2 separate regions of the Mus musculus genome follow, and region 1 is linked to region 2. Evidence: chromatin contacts called from public Hi-C data. All regions are on one chromosome and are shown on one strand. Each heading gives the region's core, a stretch centred on a gene start, on an enhancer-like site or on the middle of the called end of the contact. The rest is flanking DNA. Distances are from core to core; before and after follow the strand shown.

Evidence for each region. A called contact is a pair of places that touch in the nucleus more often than the background predicts.
Region 1: a contact with region 2 is called in a Hi-C map of uterus. The contact joins the enhancer-like site here to the promoter of Nell1 in region 2. A contact is called at or near these places in 2 of 39 promoter capture datasets (hippocampal neurons and stem cell-derived epiblast-like cells), 1 of 484 Hi-C or Micro-C datasets (uterus), 5 of 115 datasets of contacts at active chromatin or transcription factors (embryonic forebrain, embryonic stem cells, forebrain and 2 more) and 2 of 9 other capture datasets (embryonic stem cells and pancreatic islet).

Annotation. Positions count from the first base shown.
Region 1 is chr7:50,203,092-50,208,332 of GRCm38.p6, reverse strand. The region is part of intron 5 of Nell1 (NEL-like 1); the gene reads right to left. Among named protein-coding and RNA genes, the nearest start is that of Nell1, 230 kb to the right of the region's middle. Within about 2 kb of position 2,867, at least 21 of the 459 cell types and tissues checked have an H3K27ac peak or open chromatin away from gene starts, as enhancers often do. A contact at or near this core is called in uterus, where this site is marked.
Region 2 is chr7:49,971,923-49,977,447 of GRCm38.p6, reverse strand. Nell1 (NEL-like 1) reads right to left here and starts at 2,098. Exons shown (of 20, transcript NM_001037906.2): 1 at 2,005-2,098. The coding sequence starts at 2,059.

The DNA.
Region 1 (5,241 bases), core at 1,618-4,117, 230 kb before region 2:
GAGAGTCATATACTTCAAGGCTACAATAGATGTGGTTGACTATTCTCTGGGTCATATCCTTCTAACTAAAATAGAGGTTCCCTCAATACGATAAATGTGCATATTACTTCTACGGTATGATGTGAAGCACAGCATAAAGTGCTTAAGAGAGACAAGATGGACTGTGTATGATGCAGCCTCTCACATGCTAGGTACCTTTAATGCGTATACATATTCAATCTGCATCGCCTCTTATGACAGACTTATCATTTTATAAGTAAGATGTCTGTAATGGTTAATCTTGGATGTTAACCTGACTGCATCTGGAATCAATAAAACCCCAAGATGTTAGGCACTCATGGGAGAGATTTTCTTAATCACATTATTTGAAGCAGCAAGACCCATCCTAACTCTGAATGGCACCTTCTGGTGGCAGCCCAGATAAAAGGGCACGAAGAAAAATGTTTCCTTTTAGCTTGCTTGCCTTCATTCTCACTGGTGAGGCCATCTATTCTGTTGCTATAGAATTCTGTCACCACTATTAGAACCAACTATCTCCAGGATGCCAATGTAGACTGAAGACCAGTACCTTTCAAGGAATCCCATAGGAAAGTCCCTTCTGTGACAGACTGGGACTGTGGAGACAGACATACAGCCTCAAGGAGTGAGACCAGGTTGTTGGTCTCTCCAATGTGAAACAGACATTGTCAAACTACCCACACTACATGCTATGAGCCAATTTAATAAATCTATGTTTATATTTATTCATTCTATAAGTTCTGCACATCTAGAAAACTCGGGATAGCACACTACTTCCTAATCTTTGTACTCATTCATCTTTAAGACCACAGAAAGTCCCTAACTTTCCACAGTTTAACTTATAATCTTTCAAATTTGCAGCAGTGTCAAAGCAGTACATATTCAATAGAAACTTTACTTCAAATTTCAAATTTTGGTCTCTTTCTATGCTATGGATATGTGGTAAAACAATGTCTAAATTGTCAGAATCAAAGGAGACCCCTTCTATCAAACTCTAATGAAAAGGGAGTCAGGGTAAGGCATGGATGGGATGTATGCATACTGCCTGGTAACAAGACCTACTACAAAAGACTCACCCCAAAATGCATCCTTTCAACAGAAGTGAATGAATATTATTAAGACAATACTTCTCTAAGCAGCTGTTCACTCAATATGGAACTCACCACAGCCGTGCAATTGAGCCTTATAGTCAAACATAGTTGTTTCCAAACTATTTATATAACTTCTCATTTTAACTTTTAAAATCCCATTTTTCTTCTCCTTGCCATGGATATGAGCATGGCCAGCCATGACACCCATCTCCTATCTGCAATTCCTCTCCTGTATAAATGAAGTCTTTACTGCAGAGGACTGGGCTAGGCCACTCATTATGTTGACAGTCTACCTCCAAGAGCCACAGCCACAATAGATCTGCAGCCTCAAGATCATAAGGAGAGAGAACTGGCAAGCAAAATGGGGATGTCTTTAAGTATGGTAATTTACTAAATATATTTATCCATCTATCTATCCTTCCATTTATCATCTATCTACCTACCTACCCACCTACCCATCTATCTACCTATCTAACTATCTATCGATCTGTCTGTCTGTCTGTCTATCTATCTCTACATATCTATCTATCTATCTATCCTTGTTGTATAGCTGAGACTAGCCTTGAATTCATGATCTCCTTGCTTTCACCTTCCAAGTCTTGAGATTACAGGCATGCACCATCATGGCCCAGCAACTAAATGAATTTTTGATTTAATATATTTTCAACTTACAATAGGTTTACTGGAATGTGTTGAGGTTTTATCTTTTATTGTCTATTGTAATGTTAAATGTGTGGGCTCCCAAGACTTAAAGCCCCTGTGATCCTGCCCCCAAGTTATTTCTGATTGGTAAATAAAAATGTTGACAGCCAATAGCTGGGCAGAAGAAATATAGGTGGGGTTTATGTTTCCTGGGCTTGGGGACAGAGGAAAACCATTAGAGAAGAGGAAGGTGCAGGAGAAAGAAGAAGAACCCACCATAGGTTAGGTGAGCCATAAGAATGTGGCCCTGAGAGCTGGCCCATTGGAGTCAAGAGCAGCCCAAATGAAGCATAGTAAACAGTAAATAATAACTCAGGGTTATCAATAGGAAAGTAGATTCTAATAATATTGATGGTAAGTATTAATCCAGCTATTGTGCTGTTTAAGGTTTATTGTAAATATAAAGGTTGTGTGTATCTTTAATCCAGGAACTTAAGAAGCTAAGGCAGGGTAGAAACCTCAAGGCCAGGATTAAATACTTTCTACAACAGGAATGTCACTCCATCATTTAGAGCTGGGCACTAGTTTAAATACTCTCTAAATAAAATAGAGATAAAAATGGGTTCTGAACCTGGTAAGGCTTTCCAGTCTGGAAAGAAAGAGCAAACCATTAAACACACAATCTATACCAAGGAACAATTACATGATTGTAACCTATTTTAAAAATTACTAAGTCCTCAAAGATAGCAACACCTTAAATCAACCATACAGCCCTAATAAGTGCAGCACCATGTAGTAGGACTACATGTGTCAGCTGTTTATGAAGTCAGTCCTCTCTATATCTGCTCTTTCAATCCAGTATGATAATAAAAAGATGCTTCATTGAGAAAGTTATTTCAGTATAGGGGCTCCTTTTCCTGCATCCACACACCCCAGGCTAACACTGTTAACTTCACATTGAGAGGACAGGGCAGCTTCTGAGCTTTGAATATAGGCCTGACGTCATGGTTTATTTTTGGCCAGTAGAACATGCTAGAAGTTGTTCTGTACCAGTTGTAAAGCAAGGGCCCAAGCACCACGTCTTTTCCCCCTCCTACACAACCCTGATCACTAAAATAGAAACAAGTCCAAACTAGCCTACTACATAATGAGAGACATGTGGTTCAGACATTATCCCAGCCAAGAGTCAGCCACCATTTGACTGAAACTATCCAAGATAAATTAGACCTCATCCAGTTTCAACAGCCTGCTGCAGGCACATGAGTAAATAAATCTATGAGGGAATAGGCAAGCCAGATCCTTACAAAATCTCCCTGTGACGTGTGAACTTCACAAGAGAAGCAGCAGTTTTGAAAAAGAGGAAAAGAAAGAGGTGGGGGGAGGGAAGAAGAGAGGGAGAAAAGGGAGTAATGAAAGGTACAAAAAAAAAAAAAAGAAAAAGGGGGAGGAAAGGAAGTGGAAACTATTCTGAGACTCTGGCATTTCCCAGGGGCTCAGAGATGAGAGTTGCAATTATATTATGGTCAGAAGAAGCAATAGCAGGAAATAAGGTTGCAGAGGAAAGCAGGAACCAGATCTGACACTGATGTGACTTGCAATGCAGTCACCCCAGGGGCTGGAGAAAAGGTTTGGCAGTTCAGAGCAATTGTAGGGCAAGCATGAGGACCCATGTAACAAGGCAAACATGGACCTGAACATGCCTATTGCCCTAGCACAGAGTGGGGTGGAATAGAAAGATCTCTAGATTGCTGGCTGCTAACCAAGCTGAAAGACTGAAAGATGAGGTCTCCGGGTCAGTGAGAAACCTTGACTCCAAGGGATAAAACAGAAAAGAGAGTGATAGAGGATAACACTTAGCACCTTCTTCTGGCTTCCACATGTGCAAAGAGGCACACGTACCTGTGCACACACGTGTGTGTGTGCACATACACGCATACATACAAACATGCACACAGATTTAAACAAAAGAATACAGGTCCGTTAATCTCAAAAGCAAGTACAGGCTCACCAGCTCCGAGAAGTCTGGTAGTCAAACTTAAATGTGCATCACTGTTGTCACCAAAGCTCTTTTACCTGGCTGTCATTGTATGTTTGTCTAATACACTGGCCTCTAAATGCTATCTCAGAACATCAGAATCATGAATCAACATCTCTTAGTCATGTGTCAGAAGTGAAAGAGTGCCAGGTCCTATTTCAGGACTACCGAGTATGACTTTGGAAATGCAGCCAGGATAACTAATTTGCCATTTTAGCTATTTGAAATGCACAATTCAGAGGCATCAAGTTCATTCACAATGTCATGTAACTTATCACTCCCTCCAAATAAAGGTTTTGTAACCATTCTCATTATCACCTACCCCTACCACGTGTGAACACTGACATTTCTGATTCAATGGCTTTGTATATTCATGAAACTGCATATCAATTGTCAATTTGATAAAATCAGGAATCATCTGAAAGACAGCATATTATGTCTGCACAGGACTATATTAAATTGGATGGAATGGGATGGTAAGACATGCCCACTAGGGGTATCACCATTCCCTAGGCTGGATCCTGGGCTATATAAAAAGGAGAAAATTGTTTGAGCACATGCGTGTATCACCCTGCTTTCTGGGTGTGGACTCTATGCTACCAGCTGTTTCAAGTCTCCCAATGCCTTGACCACTCCAGAATTATAGACTATGTCCCTAAACTGTGAGTCAAAAAAAAAAATCCCTTTATCTCTTAGGTTTTTGTTGGTATATTTTAATCACATTAACAGGGAAAGAAACCAGAGCAAGTACAATCAAACAGTATTTGCCTTTATACCTAGTATCTCATGGGAATTTTGAAGGCCCATTCACACTACAGAACTTTGGTCAACCTAATGGCTTGCCACCTGCACATACCATGCTTTGAATATTCCTTCCTACATGAGTAGACATACTCAGTGTTCCCATATTTTGGAAATTGTGACTAACGTTTCAGAAGACATTGGCATACAAAATTGGGTCTCTGTTTTCAGTCCTTTTGAGTATCAGTCTAGGGGGTCACAGGATAATTCAGTGTTGAGATTGTGAGGAACAAACTTTTTTCAGTATCCATACCATCTCATATTCACAGCCAACAAGATATAGGCTACAGAGACCCATGCCCCCTCACCCACACAGACGTCACTTTCCATTTTTAAATTGTCTAACCGCGTGATTGCCGTAAAGGTGATCATGGTTTTTATTTACCTTTAACTGGTTAATAATGTTGAGCATCATTTCATGGATTTTCTGGTCATCTTTTTGGAGAAGTGTCTAGTCAGATCATTTTAACACTTTAAAATTTGCATTGATTCTTTGATAATTTCATACAAGATTATATTCACCCTCAGACCCTTCCAGCCTCGCCATTAGCACATTTTTAATTGGTCTACGTTACATATCCTGATGTTAAATCCTTATAAGATATATAATTAGAAAATGTTTTTTTCTTCTCATATGGGATTTTTCATGTGCTT
Region 2 (5,525 bases), core at 849-3,348:
CTGTGTCTCTGTCTCTCTCTCTGTGTCTCTGTCTCTCTCTGTGTGTGTCTCTGTCTCTGTCTCTCTCTCCCGTGCTCGCTCTCTCTCTCTCTCTCTCTGTCTGTCTGTCTCTGTCTGTCTCTCTCTCTCTCTCCTGTGCGCTCTCTCTCTCTGTGTGTGTGTGTGTGTGTGTGTGTGTGTGTGTGTGTGTGTCTCTGTCTGTCTGTCTCTCTCTCCCGTGCGCTCTCTCTCTCTCTCTCTCTCTCTCTCTCTCTCTCTCTCTCTGTGTGTGTGTGTGTGTGTGTGTGTGTGTGTGTGTGGCACCTAATAAGCCACCCACTGTTCAAGATGTAAAAGGGAGCTAGGATTGTAGGGAGGGGGGAAGACCTCACGTCAGAAACTGAAGTATAGTGGAAACTCAGCCTGAAGCTCATGAGCAGTTTTTGGCAACTCTTCAAAAGAGTAATGAAAACAAAGGATGTAAGCACTTGGGTCCTAATCTGGAATGATATGGAATGGTCATCAGGCTGCTCCTTCGCCATCTGTCTTCTCCCTATCTTCCCTTTCCCTGTAGGATGTCCCCAGCAACACTCTCCTCCTCCCCACCGGTAGCCCAGCACTAGTAGGCCATGTCCTCATCTTCCTGGAACTAGTTCTAATTGCAAGGAGCAACTGTAGTAAGCGCCACTTAGCCTTGGGTCTATTGGCTGCGAAGGGAGTTCCGGAAAGACACTCAGGTTCTTTTGTCCCTAGAGAAAGGTTTCCCCGTCTCACTGGGATTAGGCAAAGGAAAACCTTAGTCCACTTCGGTCCTGGGAAGTAAGGGAGGGGAGGCTAGAAGCTCACAGACCCCTAACTGCCTGCCAAAGTGGGGAGTCTGGGGCATAAGGGATGGGAACTTTTTAAGTCGACTAAAGAAGGGGTGTGTTCCTCAGTCCTCTAAACGTAAACCAGCTGTCTGGCTTGGGAAGGAGACTGAACCTCTAGAGTGGGGAATGAAGGTACTGGAGGGCCGCCGACATGGGGACAGGGAATGCCTATGCGTCCATTCTAGGGATCCGAAGTCTGTGGGCAATGAATCTGATGTCTGGCTACCAAGAACTATCTCTTCCCCTGTCTGCCTTGTTGATCTGCTTCCTACCCTTCCTAACCCCGCCCCTGCCTCCTGACAACTACTGCAAGCTTGGTGAAGTAGGCTACATTCTTGAACCCCAGGGACCCGGAGTCAGGGAACCCCGTGGAAGAGGAAAGAGTGGAGTGCGCCTCAGGGTCATCACAACCGCACCTCCAGCAGGCAGATTCTATAGGGACTTGGTCATCAGGCCAGTTTCCTTGGCCCCGGGTCCCACCCCACAATCTTGGATGACAGCAGGAGGAACACGGTTTAGAGGTTGAGAAAATCTTCTGTCGTCTCCACTGGTCCAATTTACCTCCTAATAATTGTTCGCTTAGTTGTTTGGGCAGGGAGCTGACAGGAGACCACTCCTGGAGTTCCCTCTGGGAGCCATGTGGGAACCACGGAAGAGCTCGCGGGTCCCCCCTTTCCTCGCAGCCCTCTCCCGTGCGCCGTCTGGCTCCCCCGGCTCTGGCCGCGCCTGCCTGCCGCACGCGCTCCCTCTGCGGGTGGAACTCCCGCGGCTCGGGGACACCCTTGGCCACCGCACCCTGCAAGTTCAAGGATGTAGGATCTCTGGCCACGCTGCAGCGGGTTCTGACTCCTTAGAACCGGGAAGCTGCTTGCTAGCCACACAAGGCTGCGACCACCCGGCCGCACCCCGCATACTGAATGCCCGCTGCTGCGTCCCCGGGGAAGAGAACACTCGCCCGGGCATCTTTTCTAGCGCTTTTACCCCGAGCTGTGCTGGGCAATCAGAACCCAAGCACTCTGCTGCCCTTCTCTAGCCCGTCAGAGATAGGTTCCGAGTCTCTCCTAGACAGAGTAATCCCGGGTTACAGCAGTCGGGAGCAGCACTATCATCACCACCACCTTCCCCCAAATCCCGCTTAATGCCCAGCCTTGCTTACCTGTCCTGGCGGTGCACACACAGAACCACAAAACTAAAATCACATCCATCGGCATCGCTCCGGAGGCCCCCCGCCAAGCAGGGCGCACCAACGCCAGCAAGAAACCAATGCTTCAGAAAGCCGCGGCTCTGTGGGCTCGAAGCGGCCAAACTTACTAGCGGGCGGCAGGGGAGGTGGCTCGGCGGCGCCCGGGAAAGCAACCCCGACTGCCCCGCCCCCAGCCCACCCTCCACCGCGGGTGGCGGTGGCACGGGGCTGGGGCCCTAAACCCTGCTGCAGCTGCGCTCCCCCTGAGCTAGGGCGGGAGCGCGGGGCTCCGCCACTCCCGCAGGTTGCCCTGGGAGTCTGTGCGGATTCCGCTCGCCTCCTGGACTCCGGAGATGCAAGGATCCCGGCTACCCGCGCCTCACGGCTTCACGCCCCCGCCTCTGCCACTGCGCCGCGCTGCGGGCTGCCCAAGTTGCAACAGTTCATCCAGGCCGGGTCCGAAGCCGCCCAGCCTGCGTGCGTGGGTTTTGTTCCCTAGGGGAACCAGACCTAGGCGGTGTCGAGAAGTGCTCCCAGCACCTCCTTGGGAAATAACTACTACCGATTCGCTCCAGCAAGTGGGTGGGGAGGAGCAGGTGGGGGCGGAGGAGGGGGCAGGGGACGGATGATGCCTGAGTCCCCAACCGCCACCTGTACTTGCTGTCTAGTCCCAGCCAAAGGCTCTTGTGACTGGATACTAGCTTTTAAGAGTGCTGGTTGAGGGTGTTGAGGTGGGAGTCCCTGAGCTTAGAGCAATCTATGGCTCGAATTTAAGAAGTGTTTGCTAGCTTCGTTCTACAGGCCAAATGCTGCCACATAGGGGAAGTTCTAAACCTTCTAAACCTTTTTTTTTTTTTTTTTTTTTTTTTTTTGGCTGTTGTGTGACTTTCTGGATGGTTTTCTCCAAAACCCGCTGTTTAGGTCTCGGTCTCTCTCTCTCTCTCTCTCTCTCTCTCTCTCTCTCTCTCTCTCTCTCTCTCTCTCCTTTCTTTGGAAACCCCTACTGGAACACCATTCTGTAGAGAGAAAAGCTGGGCTTTGCTGGCGACCAGTGGACAAGCAGAGGAGTCTCTCCTGTCTAGTGTACCCTCTGCTACTGGGGCCGCCCCGCTAGGGTCCCTGTACTGTGTGCTTCAGTCTATCTAGAGATGATGCAGTCACAGAACCTGAAAGGTCAGTACCTCCAGCTTACATGTTCATGCCATGTGACTCGAAGCCTCCCGCACCCCAGCTTGTCCTGTGGCTCCATCTATGGCTCCAGCTTCCCCCAACATCCAATACTACTCTGAGATACTTAAACTCATAACAACCTCCCAGATCCCAGAGGGGGGGGGGGGGAAAGAGTTCAACAAAAGAGCTCTGCTTTCTTTCCAGGGTTTCTCTCTGGCATTTGCCCATCCTCTGTGCTCCCAGGGCCTTTACTTCACATACCTTTGACCCCAGGAGTCCAGTGGGGGGTCACCAATTTAGTTGCACAGTTTATGAAGAGGAAAGGTCTTAACCTACATGGTCCTCTGACCTTGATCCTATTTTTCAGGACATTCTGTATACACCCCCTTGCCCATTTGCTCCCCGTTCGTACCTTCCCCGGCAGGTGAAGAAAGAAATCATGAAAGATAAATCAGCCTGAGAAGTACCCACTGCAATGCAGCTGAACTGGGCCATTACAGAGTGGATGTCAAGGCTTAACTCTCCAGCTTTTAAGAGTGTGTGTGTGTGTGTGTGTGTGTGTGTGTGTGTGTGCCCCTGGAAGATAGAAGACAATGTTGGATGCACTGCTGCTGAAATTACAATCTATTGTGACATGTGTCCTGGATCCTTGTGTCAACTGAACTTTATTTCAGCTCCCAAATATTTTCTTTGTTATGTATCTGGAGCTAGCCTTGAACCTTGAACCTCCTGTCCCTTCATCTCCTAAATGCTAGGGTTATATGTCTGGGCCACCTAGTTTATGTAGTGCTGGGGATGGGACCTGCTTCCTTGTGCATCCTGGGCAAGCAGTCTACCAACTAATCTGTCTCCATAGCCCTTTACTCTCCAAAATTCTCAAAATTCAACTTGGCCCCAGAGCAGACCCTTCCTCCTGTGTCTTCATTACAGAGTCGAGGCTTTCTCTTCCTCCTGGAGCATGCTGCACGTGATGCCAACATTAAAATCACACACACACACACACACACACACACACACACACACACCCCTTGCAGAAAACTAGATTTCCCATGTTTCACTGGGCCTCCTAAGTAAGGACTCCGGATGCCAAGCTATATATTGTGAGAACCATGTCCCACCCTCAACTCTCCCTCAGTATAAATGCACTTCTATGGCCTTTAGGGGCTCTGAAGTGCTTTTCCTAGTCCCCTTTTCTTGATCTCAGAAATCCCAGAAGCCCTAAGAGGCACAGTGGTCCCAGCAGGGGACTTGTATCTTTTGAACCCTAATCGTCAAGACTGTGTAGCTGGTCCTGTGGGATGAGGGTTTCAGCGTGTTCCATTTAAAAAATTAAGTGAGACATATGTTCTGTCGTAGCTCTGCAGCTTCGCAGCCATTAGCAGTAACAAGAGTTAATCTCAACAAGCTCATAAATCTTCCCTAGATAACTAAGGACCTCAGTCCACTCAGGTAAGTACACGCTTTCCTGAGTGGGGACGTGGGGAAGGGGCGGGCGGTAGACCTGTTGGTCCAGCAGAGAATAGGCCCAGTGGATTTCTGTTGGCATATAGTCCATTTCTGTGACGTCTCCAGAAAAAAAACAAATGCATAGAAACAGGAAGCTGATGAGTGGCTGCCTCTGGATGAGGAGTGAGTAGGAGGAGGATCTGGAGAATGATGGCTAAAGAACGTAGGGTTTACTTTAGGGGAACCATAAAATCATGATGGTAAAAAGTTGATGGGTATATGGCTCTCAGAGATATCACTATATATATAAAACATTGAATTGTGTACTTTGGTAAATCATGGAGTACGTGAATTATATATTTTGGAAAATTCCTTAGTGATGGCTGTAATGATGACCAAGTAAGGATTTTTGGTTTCTGGTTGCCCAAACTTGTTTCCTGACAACTTCTAAGAGAACGCACTGGCCTTCACCACATGGCCCAATCAAATAACCCACAACTACCCTATGCCTACAGGTAAATCATAAAACCCTGCCAGAATCTGTGAGGAAAGGTGGTTTTCTCAGCAGCCCCGGGGCTCCCAACCCTCCAACTCATTCCTATCTCTTTCTGGGTGTCCTCACTGCCTCCATGCTTGCCCTTACAAGTCAGTCATACCATAAAGGTCACAGTCTACTTCATAAACTATAAAGAAATTCTATTGGTATTGTGAAGATACCACATGCTTTGGTTGCAGGGCACGAAGAAATCAAGCTGGAGGCAGGTTTTTGTCCTGCCTGCAGGTTAAGATTTCATCGTGCTAGGATGTACCCTGTGTACTTGGCTTTGAACATGAGTCTTGGATCCCTGCTGAAAAGTCAGCTCCCTGGGCAGAGGCTG